Regions from separate parts of the Mus musculus genome. Here regions 1 and 2 are each linked to region 3. Evidence: chromatin contacts called from public ChIA-PET and HiChIP or PLAC-seq data. All regions are on one chromosome and are shown on one strand. The core of a region is the stretch at or near the end of the contact, and the rest is flanking DNA. Distances in the headings are between cores, read along the strand shown. Region 1 overlaps Iqgap1 (IQ motif containing GTPase activating protein 1). Region 2 holds the start of Rccd1 (RCC1 domain containing 1). Region 3 holds the start of Blm (Bloom syndrome, RecQ like helicase).

Region 1 (3,202 bases), core at 335-2,834, 180 kb before region 3:
AGCCAAGTTCATGGGAGTTCAGATGGAGACTTTCATGTTGCATTATCAGGTGGGTGTGCACAGGCTCAGGCGTGACGCTCTCCGATGAGGTGGGAGAAAAGATAAGGGAAAGCCTTTGGGGAGAGCTTTGTGTATTCAGAGAGCTCGGTGGGCGCCTAGTTGGGAGAAGCTAAGGGCTTGGGGAGTTGGGTGTGGTCTGTGTCCTCTGAGAGTCGTCCTGTGCGGATGCTTTAGAGTGCTCTGACACCTGAATCTTCACTCCAGCCCTGATGAGCTGGTGCCCTGGCCTTGAAGGAGGTACCTAACCACCAGTGTTAGCAGTAAGAGATTCTTTGCTGCTCTGTACTTGAAATCTCTCTTTGTTTTCATTTTTATTTGATATGGATACCTTTTGTTAGGGATATTACTAAAATTTGTGAACACATTGCCTCGTTGTAACTCTGAATCACATTTTAAATTCAAAATTAACTCTGTAGCCGTTTTATAACGTAGCTGCCCCTAATTTATTTTTAAGTTTCTTTTTTTTTTCTTTCTGGTGCTTACATTTGACCCTCAGCATTGTGCTTGCAGGCTGTTTCCCACTGAGTTCAATTTCCAACCCCAAATACCTGATTTTGGGGAGTGGGAGGAATCTTATGTAGCCCAAACTATCCTCAAATCCACTATGTAGTTGAGTCTGGCCTTGAACACTTGACTCTCCTGTTTCTCCCAAATGCTGGGATTATAGATATGTGCCACCATGCCGAGCTGCCTAAATATCTATTTTTGCACATTAAAAAATGTACCAAATAAGGATGGTGACACGCACCAGTAATCCAGCTCTCAGGAGACAGAGGCAAGAAGATTCAGAGTTTGAGGCCAGCCTGGACTTCATTGTAATTCCTGGCCAGCCTGTATAGTGAAAGCAATCTTCAAAATCCAAAGCCAGAAATAATCAGACAATTGAAAGGATTCATGAGCGGTGTCCAGACCCAACTATGTGTGTACCACATAGTAGACCTCTTACGGTTTTTGTTGGTTGGTTTCTTTTTCTTTTCTTTTTTTTTTTTTTAAAGATTTATGTATTTATGTATGTAGCTGTCTTCAGACACACACCAGAAGAGGGCATCAGATCCTATTACAGAAGGTTGTGAGCCACCATGTGGTTGCTGGGAATTGAACTCAGAACCTCTAGAAGAGCAGTCAGTGCTCCTAACCAGTGAGTGACCTCTTCAGCCTGGTTGGCTCATTTCTTTTGCAGTGCTGAGAATCAAACTTTGAGCCTCACACATGCTCTACTGCCAAACTGCTCTTCCATGTCTTGCCACACCCTGCCTTGCTTGCCACTGCCGTGGTCTAGCAAACCAGGCTGGTGCCTCTCTGTGAGCAAGCGTTCCGCCTTCTGCACAGGATGCTCTCCCCTCCTGGAATCAGCCTCCCTCCCTCTGCTCCCTACCTGCCTCCTGCCTCCATCAAACAGTGAGCACTGGCCCGCGCTGCCCCCCTACAGCCGCAGTGATGGCCCTTCCCCTTGACTCAGCAGCCCTGAGACATCCTCTGTTGACAGTGCGAGCTGACTCATTTCCCTGCCACCCCCAAAACTGGGAACTCCTAAGACAGTATGTCTTAGTCATCTGTACCTCCCTGTTGGTAACCAGTAGTCTCTCAGCGCATATTAATTCAGTAACTGTGAAAGGATTTCTTCACACACTGTAACTAAGCATACTGCATACAGTCCCTATTCCATTGGTTTCACTGCCAGTGCAGGCCAACCAGTCTGCTAAGGAGACTGTACACTGCTGCTCGGATTCAGGAACTGGTCTGCCTCATAGGTGCCTGGGGTTAGGGTTAGGCTAGGCAGAGAGGACACACCATGGTCCCCATCCTTGGGACACTGCGGTCCCTTCATGCCCTTCCTCACCACCACTCACCAGTTTAGTGGTAGTGACGACAGTGCTGTCGTAAGCCGCCAGGACTGCAGAGAACATTAGAAAACAGCCGATCATACCGATCACCCCAGAGCCAGCTCTTTCCTGATGGCCTTGCCACCCAACACTTTGAGCCTCAGCAGCTCATCTCTAAAGTTCAGATAATTATGCTTCATAAGGTTTTTGTAATGCCTTGAAAAAATAGTGTGTAAGGTGCCTAACCGAGGCCACACACAGGCTCGGTGCTGGATGGTTGCTCCTCCTGTTGTACTTGCATTTACGTTAGACAACCTTTCTCATGCGGAGTTGAAGTTGGAGTCATATTCAGTTTACAAGAGACCCTGGGCTCAGTCTCCTAAAAACAAAGGACTCCAGTAGACTGCAGAGCTGGAGATGTAGTTCTGTTGGTAGAATGCTTGTTTGGCAGGCACAAACCCCTGGGTTTGATCTCAGCACTGTAGAAACTGAGCCAGGCAGCACATACCTGTCATCCCACCATGGGGTCAGGAGTATTCGGTCAGCCTGTGCAAAAGTGCCAGGGGTGGAGGCGGGGCGGGGGCAGAGCAACTGGTAGGTACTGAGACATTACAGGTCATTCTCATTTTCATTTCTCATTCTCATTGGCATATTTCATAAATTGAAATGCCTTTACTTTTTCTATGTGTATTAAAACCTCTAACCTACATCTGAAACAATGGGGAAATGCCATCATAACTTCTTTTTGATTAATCATTCCTTTACATTTCAAATCATATCCCCCTTCCAGTTACCCCTCAACAAATCCCATCCCATCTCCCCTCTCCCCTCTCCACCCTCCCCTTTGCCTCTTGAGGATGATGCTTCACCCACTCATCCATGCCCTGCTCACTGCTCCAGCGGCCCCTACCGTTGTAACTTTTGAAATAAGCTTTAAATGTATTTTAACTGAACATAACTCCTAATTTCCCTTTGTGTTTAGAATCTTTTACTATAAACTAAATGATAACCTAAGACTAAGTTGTAGGCTCCCTGTTGCTCCAGCACCCAGGGTAGCTGGCCCCAGGGCAGTCGTGCCCCGTAAAGCTCTGCACTGAGAAGTGTGTCTGACCTGCTGCACCATTTCACACCTGGCACAGAAGTCCTGCCTCTCCTCTCCTGGATCGTGGGGTCCTTCCTTTTCTTGTTCTGGATTCGATGGTGAAATTGTTTTGTTTTGTTTTTTAAACAGGACTTGCTGCAGCTACAGTATGAAGGAGTTGCAGTTATGAAATTATTTGATAGAGCTAAAGTGAATGTCAACCTCCTGATCTTCCTTC
Region 2 (3,418 bases), core at 147-2,646, 210 kb after region 3:
CCCTGCTCCTCAGCCCCAACCAGGAGCTGCAGCACCGGGGCACCGTGGTGGTGCTGAACATGATGCAGTCTTCGAAGGAGATCGCCGGCACCCTGATGGAGAGTGAGGTCCTGGAGATCCTGTCAGTGTTGGCCAAGGGCGAGGAGAGCCCAGTCACCAGGGCTGCCGCAGCCTGCCTGGAGAAAGCAGTGGAATATAGACTCATCCAACCCAACCAGGACGGAGAGTGACGATCGGCCCGGGGCCCACAGCTCACGCATCTGTCACCCTTCACAGCTCTGAGTCAGCACTGGGATGCTCGATACTTGCCTCGCCTCCACAGCTGCCACAGTTGCACTTTGGTGTTCTCAGGACACACAGCATACAGCCCTGCCCTGCCAGCACTCAGGAGGGCCCTGTCTGTACTGTAGAGAGCTGAGGCTGGGGGACGTACATCCCATTCAAGCCTGAGGATTATGGGCATCAAGAAGGAAGGACACAACAGCATCCTCACATGCTGGGAGCATCATCAGAGCCTGCCAGCAGGCTCACCCCGCTAATAAATTCTGTGGAACTAAAGCATCTGTTTGTTGTTGTAGGCGGGGCTGCTGAGGGTGGGACACTCAGGAGCAACAGCTGGACATCAGCAAAGTGTGCTGTAGAGCGCTGTTGCTGTAACAGAAGGAAGCCAGTGGGCCCATGGAGAACCTTTGTAGACAAGGCCTTAATATGGGTAGGACAGGCTGGCTTCAAACTGATAATCCTTTCTCAACCGTTAAGAGTTGTAGGAATTACAAGTGCCAACACCCACGCTGGTTTCTTTCTAAATCCTGGTGAGTTAGCCTAAAGCTTAGGAAGCTGATCAAATTTCAGTGTCTTTTTTTTTTTTTTTTTTTTTGTTTGTTTGTTTGGTTGGTTTTTTCTTTTTCTTTCTTTCTTTTTTTTTTTTTTTTTGGTTTTTTTTCGAGACAGGGTTTCTCTGTATAGCCCTGGCTGTCCTGGAGCTCACTTTGTAGACCAGGCTGGCCTCGAACTCAGAAATCCGCCTGCCTGTGCCTCCCGAATGCTGGGATTAAAGGCGTGCGCCACCACTGCCCAGCTTTTTTTTTTTTTTTTTTTTTCAGTGTCGTTTTTTTATGCTGGTCCTTGGATACATTTGTCATGATATTGTGAGTTTTCTGTGATCTCTACCCAGTCTGTGTTTGGAATTTGGGGTCAGTGTGCGCTTCCCTCGGGGAAAATACATTTTTCTGTAACTCTGCCAGGTTGAAGGAGAAACAGGACTCAAATAGATTCCCTATATGGCTAGGAACACCGGTTTCTTAGAGGCTGGAGTCCAGGCTTGGCACTCATTGGCTCAGTACAAGTAAGTGACAGAGCCTGGGCCAATCAGTGAAGGCACTAGTACTACAGCTTCCTGTTTGGCCCTCAGTCCTGCGCTTGTTCAGTAGTGAACGACCTCCTTCCTTGTTCAAAGGGAATGGAGGGTGTCAGGGCTTGGTCTTCGCCCGCCGTTTCCCTCGGATCGTCAAGAGTATCCATTCATTCAGTGGTTCCAACCGCGTCCACTGCTGTTGGCGCGCACAGGAGACTTCAGCCTACTGCCTGGTGGCAGGTAACCCGGCGCATGTGTGCCGGTCAGGCGCGCCCCAGTGGTGACGTCACCGCTCGTGCCTGCGATTGGCTCCGAAAAGCTGGCGCACCGAATGACCGCGTTGCTTGGCGCGGAGGCCCTTAAAAAGTGCTTTACTCCGCCGGCCATCTGTTCCCCGAGCCATACATTACTATGCGCTGCTCACTTTCAAGGTTTCCTGCTTAAAGGGCTTTCCTGATGAGTTGAGGGTACAGGCTAATGGGAAGATGAAAGATTCCTTTGGTTGGGGATCCAGGAGCTGTAGTCTCAGATCTGACTTAAGAGGCTCGAGAGTGTCTGTAAAATTCTGATCCATTCGAGTGAAGTGGCGTTGCATTTTGAACCGCGCGACTGTCTCCCAATTTCAGCCTGAGCTCCCTGGGACCCATAGTCATCACATTAAGTCAAAGGAAAGGCGCAGCAAAGACTTCTTGAATAAACGACCGAGTAAGGTCCAGTGGAAATTGTCCAAATGCCTCTGAAACCCGGTAAGAGCCAATGGTCATTTTCGTCGTTAAATTCTACTGTGTAAACTAAGCTAGGACTGTTTACACTTAAATTTTGATTTGTATTTATTGCAAACAGTTCTGCTAGGTAGATACAAGCAGTGCTGTCCCCACTCGCCTTGTAAAACTGAAGTTGTGCAATAGGATCCAGGTGCACAGGCACGCCCACCTAGGTCCCAGGTGTTTATTCTTCTTGTTGGGACGAGGCTTATAAATCCATAGGACACGGCTCAGCTCCACACTTGCTGTGTGATTGGGAGTCTAGAGAAAAATGGAGTCAATTTGAATGGAGACTCGGGGTTAAAGTTCTCAAGGCTAAGAGACTGGAGCTGTGGGCCTCAGATCCTAGTGTTGTATCTGATCTCCCACGTACATGCCTCACAGTTCCCTTGTGGTAATAGAAATAAGTTCTGGGTTGCAAAGAAAGAGACCACTGTTAAGGCCTAGATGGAAGGTTAAGGCCTAGGTAACCGTTACCTGGACAGCCTGCCATTATAAAGAAACTTTCTCATGTTTGTGCTGTTCCTAAGGAACTTTCTAATGCTAAGATTGATTATATAGTTATGTTCTGTGCCCTTGAAACCAATCACGATAGAAGTCAGTAGAACGACTTTGTATAGTTACCCTTGGACCCGAAACAACCACCCTGCAGCACTTTCTGCACCTGTGTATAAGCTTTTATAGTGTAAGCTGCCCCTGGGATGGGCCCCAAGGTAAGAGAGTCACCTGAGCCAATATAAGGAACTATTTGGAATAAGACTTTCATTTTGGCTGGGCAGTGGTGGTGCACGCCTTTAATCCCAGCAGTTGGGCGGCAGAGGATTTTAGAGTTTGAGGCCAGCCTGGTCTACAAAGTGAGTTCCAGGACAGCTAGGGCTATATAGAGAAACCCTGTCTTGAAACAAACAAACAAAAAAAGACTTCCATTTTGAGTAGGGGCCAAGTAGAGTTTAAATTCTCAAGACCTCCCTGAGAACTGACATCCTATTTTGCAGAAAGAAACATGTGTGTGGGTAACTAATCCTGGTAGACAAGTTAAGATATGAATATTGAACAAGAAAGAGAAGAAAGAAAAAAAAAAAACAAAAAGAAAAAAAAACAACAAAAAAAAACAAAAAGAAAAAAAAAGATATGAATATTGAACAGTGCACATCCTCTGCTACAGCTGAACACCCCAACCAATGGGAGCAGGATAAGTGTACAACAAAGACCTGCACCCACAAAGTAGCTCACAGCTGTCTCTAAGTCCCGTTCCAGGGCATCCTAAACCCATACACAGACACACATGCAGGCAAAAAAG
Region 3 (3,303 bases), core at 84-2,583:
TCCTCTAACCCACAACTCTCCACCAGTTTTCTCTAGATATGAATATTTAAATTTTATAAAGATCCCACATATAAGATCATGCAATAATAATTTACTGTGTCTGGCTTATTTCACTTAGCATAATGTCCCTAAATGGAAAGATCTGGTTCTTTTTACCAGGCTAATTACTATTCTGATGTGCATTTCCCGTCTTTCTCCTGACAGCTTATTTTCATATCTTGGCTATTGTGGATTATGCAGCAATGAACAAGGGAAAGCTGATAGCTTTAGGAAGTTATTTATTAATTTTCTTTGGGTATATGTCAGAGGAGATGTTTCTGGGTCATGAGGTAACTTTTAGTATCTTTCAAATCCTTTGTACTGTTTTCCATATTGTTGTAACAGTTTGAATTTACTCCTTAAAAGAGGGAAAGGGTCCGGCAGTGGTGGCATACGCCTTTGATCCCAGCACTTGGGAGGCAGAGGCAGGTGGATTTCTGAGTTGGAGGCCAGCCTGGTCTACAGAGTGAGTTCCAGGACAGCCAAGGCTATACAGAGAAACCCTGTCTCAAAAAACCAAAATAAATAAATAAATAAATAAATAAATAAATAAAATAAAAAGAGGGTAAGGACAGATGACAGGGTTGGAAGAGAAAAAAATTAACAAGAGCCCACTTTGGTGGAATATGTAATCCTAGTATTTGGGAAGTGTAAGTAGGTGGATCGGGAGTTCAAGGTCAGCTTCTCCTACACAATTTGGTGGAGGTTTGAGGCCAACCTGGGCTATGTAAGGTCCGGTCTCAAAAAAACTAAAAGTTACAAAAATAGAAGATCAGGCATCACCGGGCTGCATTCATGGTGGAAGCTACCCACTAGAACTGAAGCTTCACCCTCGGCATCTGCATGCCAGCTGAAGTATCTGAGCTTGCGACCGATTAATGACAGTCAGCAGTGGAAGAACCGCCGAAGTTTCACAAGAATAGAGGGTGAGATCCAAAAGAAGAGGCCCACAGACGCTTCGCCTGATTTACCGGAACTAGCAAGCCTCGGCTGTCTTCAAACATCACAAAATCTCTACCATGCCACAGACTGGGCTTCAGGCGCCTTTCCCTACACTAGGAAAACAAAAAACAAAAAACAAAACAAAGCCTTACTACGCCGGAAGCCAGGTAGTTTGCCATAATCACCTGACCGGTCAGCTGCATTCGGATTGGGCTTTAGTAGTACGTGCTCGGGGGATACCGCCCCAGCAGCTCTAGGGGCGGGGCCAGGAGCCAGAGGCCACGGTATTGGTTAGATCCTTCAGGGATTACCCAATCAGAATCATCCTTCTTGCCGCGCAGAGCGTGCGGCGCGGGGCGCAGGAGGGCCGTGTCGGCGCGCGGAGTTTGGATGGTGGTTCCGCCCGGCGCGACGTAAGCCTGAGTGAGGTGAGTTCGGCGCGCGCTGGGTTGCGGTGGCTCCGCCGACTAACAGAGCCCGAGGCCTTGGCCATTTCACCAGTCATCCGTCCCAGGTTCTCCGAGCCTCGCTTGTGGCGAGAAGCCCAGACCGGAGTAGAGACCTGGTGACCCAGAAAAGGCCATGTCAGGCGGCCGAGGCTCGAGTCTCACTGTCCACACTTTCCTTAAGGCCTTGATTGTCATACGCGAGAAATTAGCTCATCTGCTTCCCGTAGTTTGTGTAGTGCTGCAACGACCCCTCGTAGCAATGCATGCTTTCGAGACGCCAGAAGAGGTGGAGGTGCCCTGTTTTTAATCGGAGAAGCAGGAGCTCAGACCTCGTTTGCCGAAAGGGCGCGCGGGCTTGGATGCCAGATGAGGTTTGAATAGGACCTGCCCAGCTCTGAAGCCTATCTCACTGCCCCAGGCTTCCTCCCAGTCCCTCTTAACTGTCATAGGTTACCGGGTGAGGGTGACTGAGATGAACCTGCCATCTTCCGGTGTCGCCTTTAAATACACAGCTCTCCTACCTCAGCAAGGGGTAGGGGTGGGAAAGACTGATCGAGAGATGACAAGATGGAGGAGAAGGAGAGAGGCAGACGCCTGGGGAGTAATACATTTAATTGAGCTTGGAAGGAACTTGTCTCAGCCATCCAGTGCTGAGTTGACGTCACACCGTCTCAGCCATCCAGTGCTGAGTTGACGTCACACCGGCTTGAGTCAACATTTTGTTAGCCTGACTGCTATTCTGTTTGGATGTCACTTTAACTTTGCTTGGATGAAGTGGGATTTTTAGGTTCCCAAGATAGGGATTTAGTACCAGTTTGTTTGTTTTGGATCTTGTAGTCCCGTCTGGCCTCAAACTTGTAGAGCTGAGGGTGACTTTGGACTCCATGATCTTTTCAGCCTCAACCTCTCAAGTGCTTGAGTTACAGACCCATGTCACCATCCCTGTTATTTAAAGTGTATATACTGTGAAATATGTACTTCTGCAAAAGAGACTCACAGATTTCTCTGTGTAGCCCACTGTAGACCAGGCTGGCCTCGAACCCTGATTCCACTGCCTTTCCCTCCTGAGTGCTGGAATTAAAGGCAATGGCTGCCACTGCTGGACAGAATGTAGCATCTTAAACTTGGTTGAGGGACATGCTCTATTTTCTAAATTTTTACCTTTTGTCAGGAATGGAGATAGGAGTATGTTCTTGTCCATGTTTGTGTGTGTGTGTTAATGTGCAAGAAGACCAGAGGTACCTTCTGCAGTTGTCTTCCATCTTAGTGTTTGGGGCAGTCTCACTGAACCTGGAACTTACTGATTAAACTAGCAAGCCTCCCAGGACTGGCATTATAGATGCACATTACCACTCCTGACTTTCTAAGTGGGTTCTGGAGATCTGAAATCAGGTCCCTATGTTCATACTACAAGCAGTTTACTGACTGAGCCATCTTCCCAGGCCTTTTCTGTCTTACCAGGTTCAAAGTAATTGAAAAATTATCTGTATAATTTTGTGCCTAAAAGCCTTTGAGTATCTTGCTTTCCTGTAGAATAAGATCAGTTGCCACTAGGAATTTTGGTGGTTCACACCTATGACCCCAATTGGCACTTTGAATGAGACAGGAGAATGGAAAGTTAAGAGCAGCTTTATAAAGACTATCTTAGAAGCAAGCTACCTCCCAGAGCAAGCCTATAATCCACACACACATAGAAGGTGGAGACAGAAGGATCAGAAGTTGAAAGTTTTCCTCGGGTGCATAGTAAATTTGAGACCGGTCTAGACTATATGAGACCCTGTCTCCAAAACCCAAAACAAACATTAAAATGCTCATTACATTTATAATGTCTTTCTGTCACTCTGGCTATTATTGTTTTTGTTATTATTAATAT

What was found. ChIA-PET counts read pairs in DNA pulled down with a chosen protein or histone mark. HiChIP or PLAC-seq counts read pairs in DNA pulled down with a chosen protein or histone mark.
Region 1: a contact with region 3 is called in a FOXA1 HiChIP or PLAC-seq map of pancreatic cancer cells. The contact joins the enhancer-like site here to the promoter of Blm in region 3. A contact is called at or near these places in 3 of 39 promoter capture datasets (the 3T3-L1 cell line, liver and neural stem cells), 2 of 115 datasets of contacts at active chromatin or transcription factors (the NIH/3T3 cell line and pancreatic cancer cells) and 2 of 9 other capture datasets (adipose tissue and liver).
Region 2: a contact with region 3 is called in an RNA polymerase II ChIA-PET map of memory CD8 T cells, with 1,180 read pairs. The contact joins the promoter of Rccd1 here to the promoter of Blm in region 3. A contact is called at or near these places in 8 of 39 promoter capture datasets (the C10 cell line, embryonic stem cells, erythroid cells and 4 more), 1 of 15 datasets of contacts at CTCF or cohesin (the NIH/3T3 cell line), 4 of 484 Hi-C or Micro-C datasets (CD8 T cells, bone marrow-derived macrophages, embryonic stem cells and 1 more), 12 of 115 datasets of contacts at active chromatin or transcription factors (the SCID.adh cell line, bone marrow-derived macrophages, effector CD8 T cells and 8 more) and 4 of 9 other capture datasets (adipose tissue, liver, macrophages and 1 more).

What each region holds. Positions count from the first base shown.
Region 1 is chr7:80,713,858-80,717,059 of GRCm38.p6, reverse strand. It overlaps Iqgap1 (IQ motif containing GTPase activating protein 1), which reads left to right. Exons shown (of 38, transcript NM_016721.2): 37 at 1-49; 38 at 3,115-3,202. Among named protein-coding and RNA genes, the nearest start is that of Crtc3, 27 kb to the right of the region's middle. Within about 2 kb of position 1,584, at least 105 of the 459 cell types and tissues checked have an H3K27ac peak or open chromatin away from gene starts, as enhancers often do. A contact at or near this core is called in the NIH/3T3 cell line and pancreatic cancer cells, where this site is marked.
Region 2 is chr7:80,322,432-80,325,849 of GRCm38.p6, reverse strand. Rccd1 (RCC1 domain containing 1) reads left to right here and starts at 1,396. Exons shown (of 9, transcript NM_173445.4): 1 at 1,396-2,100. It overlaps Unc45a (unc-45 myosin chaperone A), which reads left to right. Exons shown (of 20, transcript NM_133952.2): 20 at 1-558. The coding sequence ends at 230.
Region 3 is chr7:80,533,149-80,536,451 of GRCm38.p6, reverse strand. It overlaps Blm (Bloom syndrome, RecQ like helicase), which reads left to right and starts at 1,333. Exons shown (of 22, transcript NM_001042527.2): 1 at 1,333-1,409.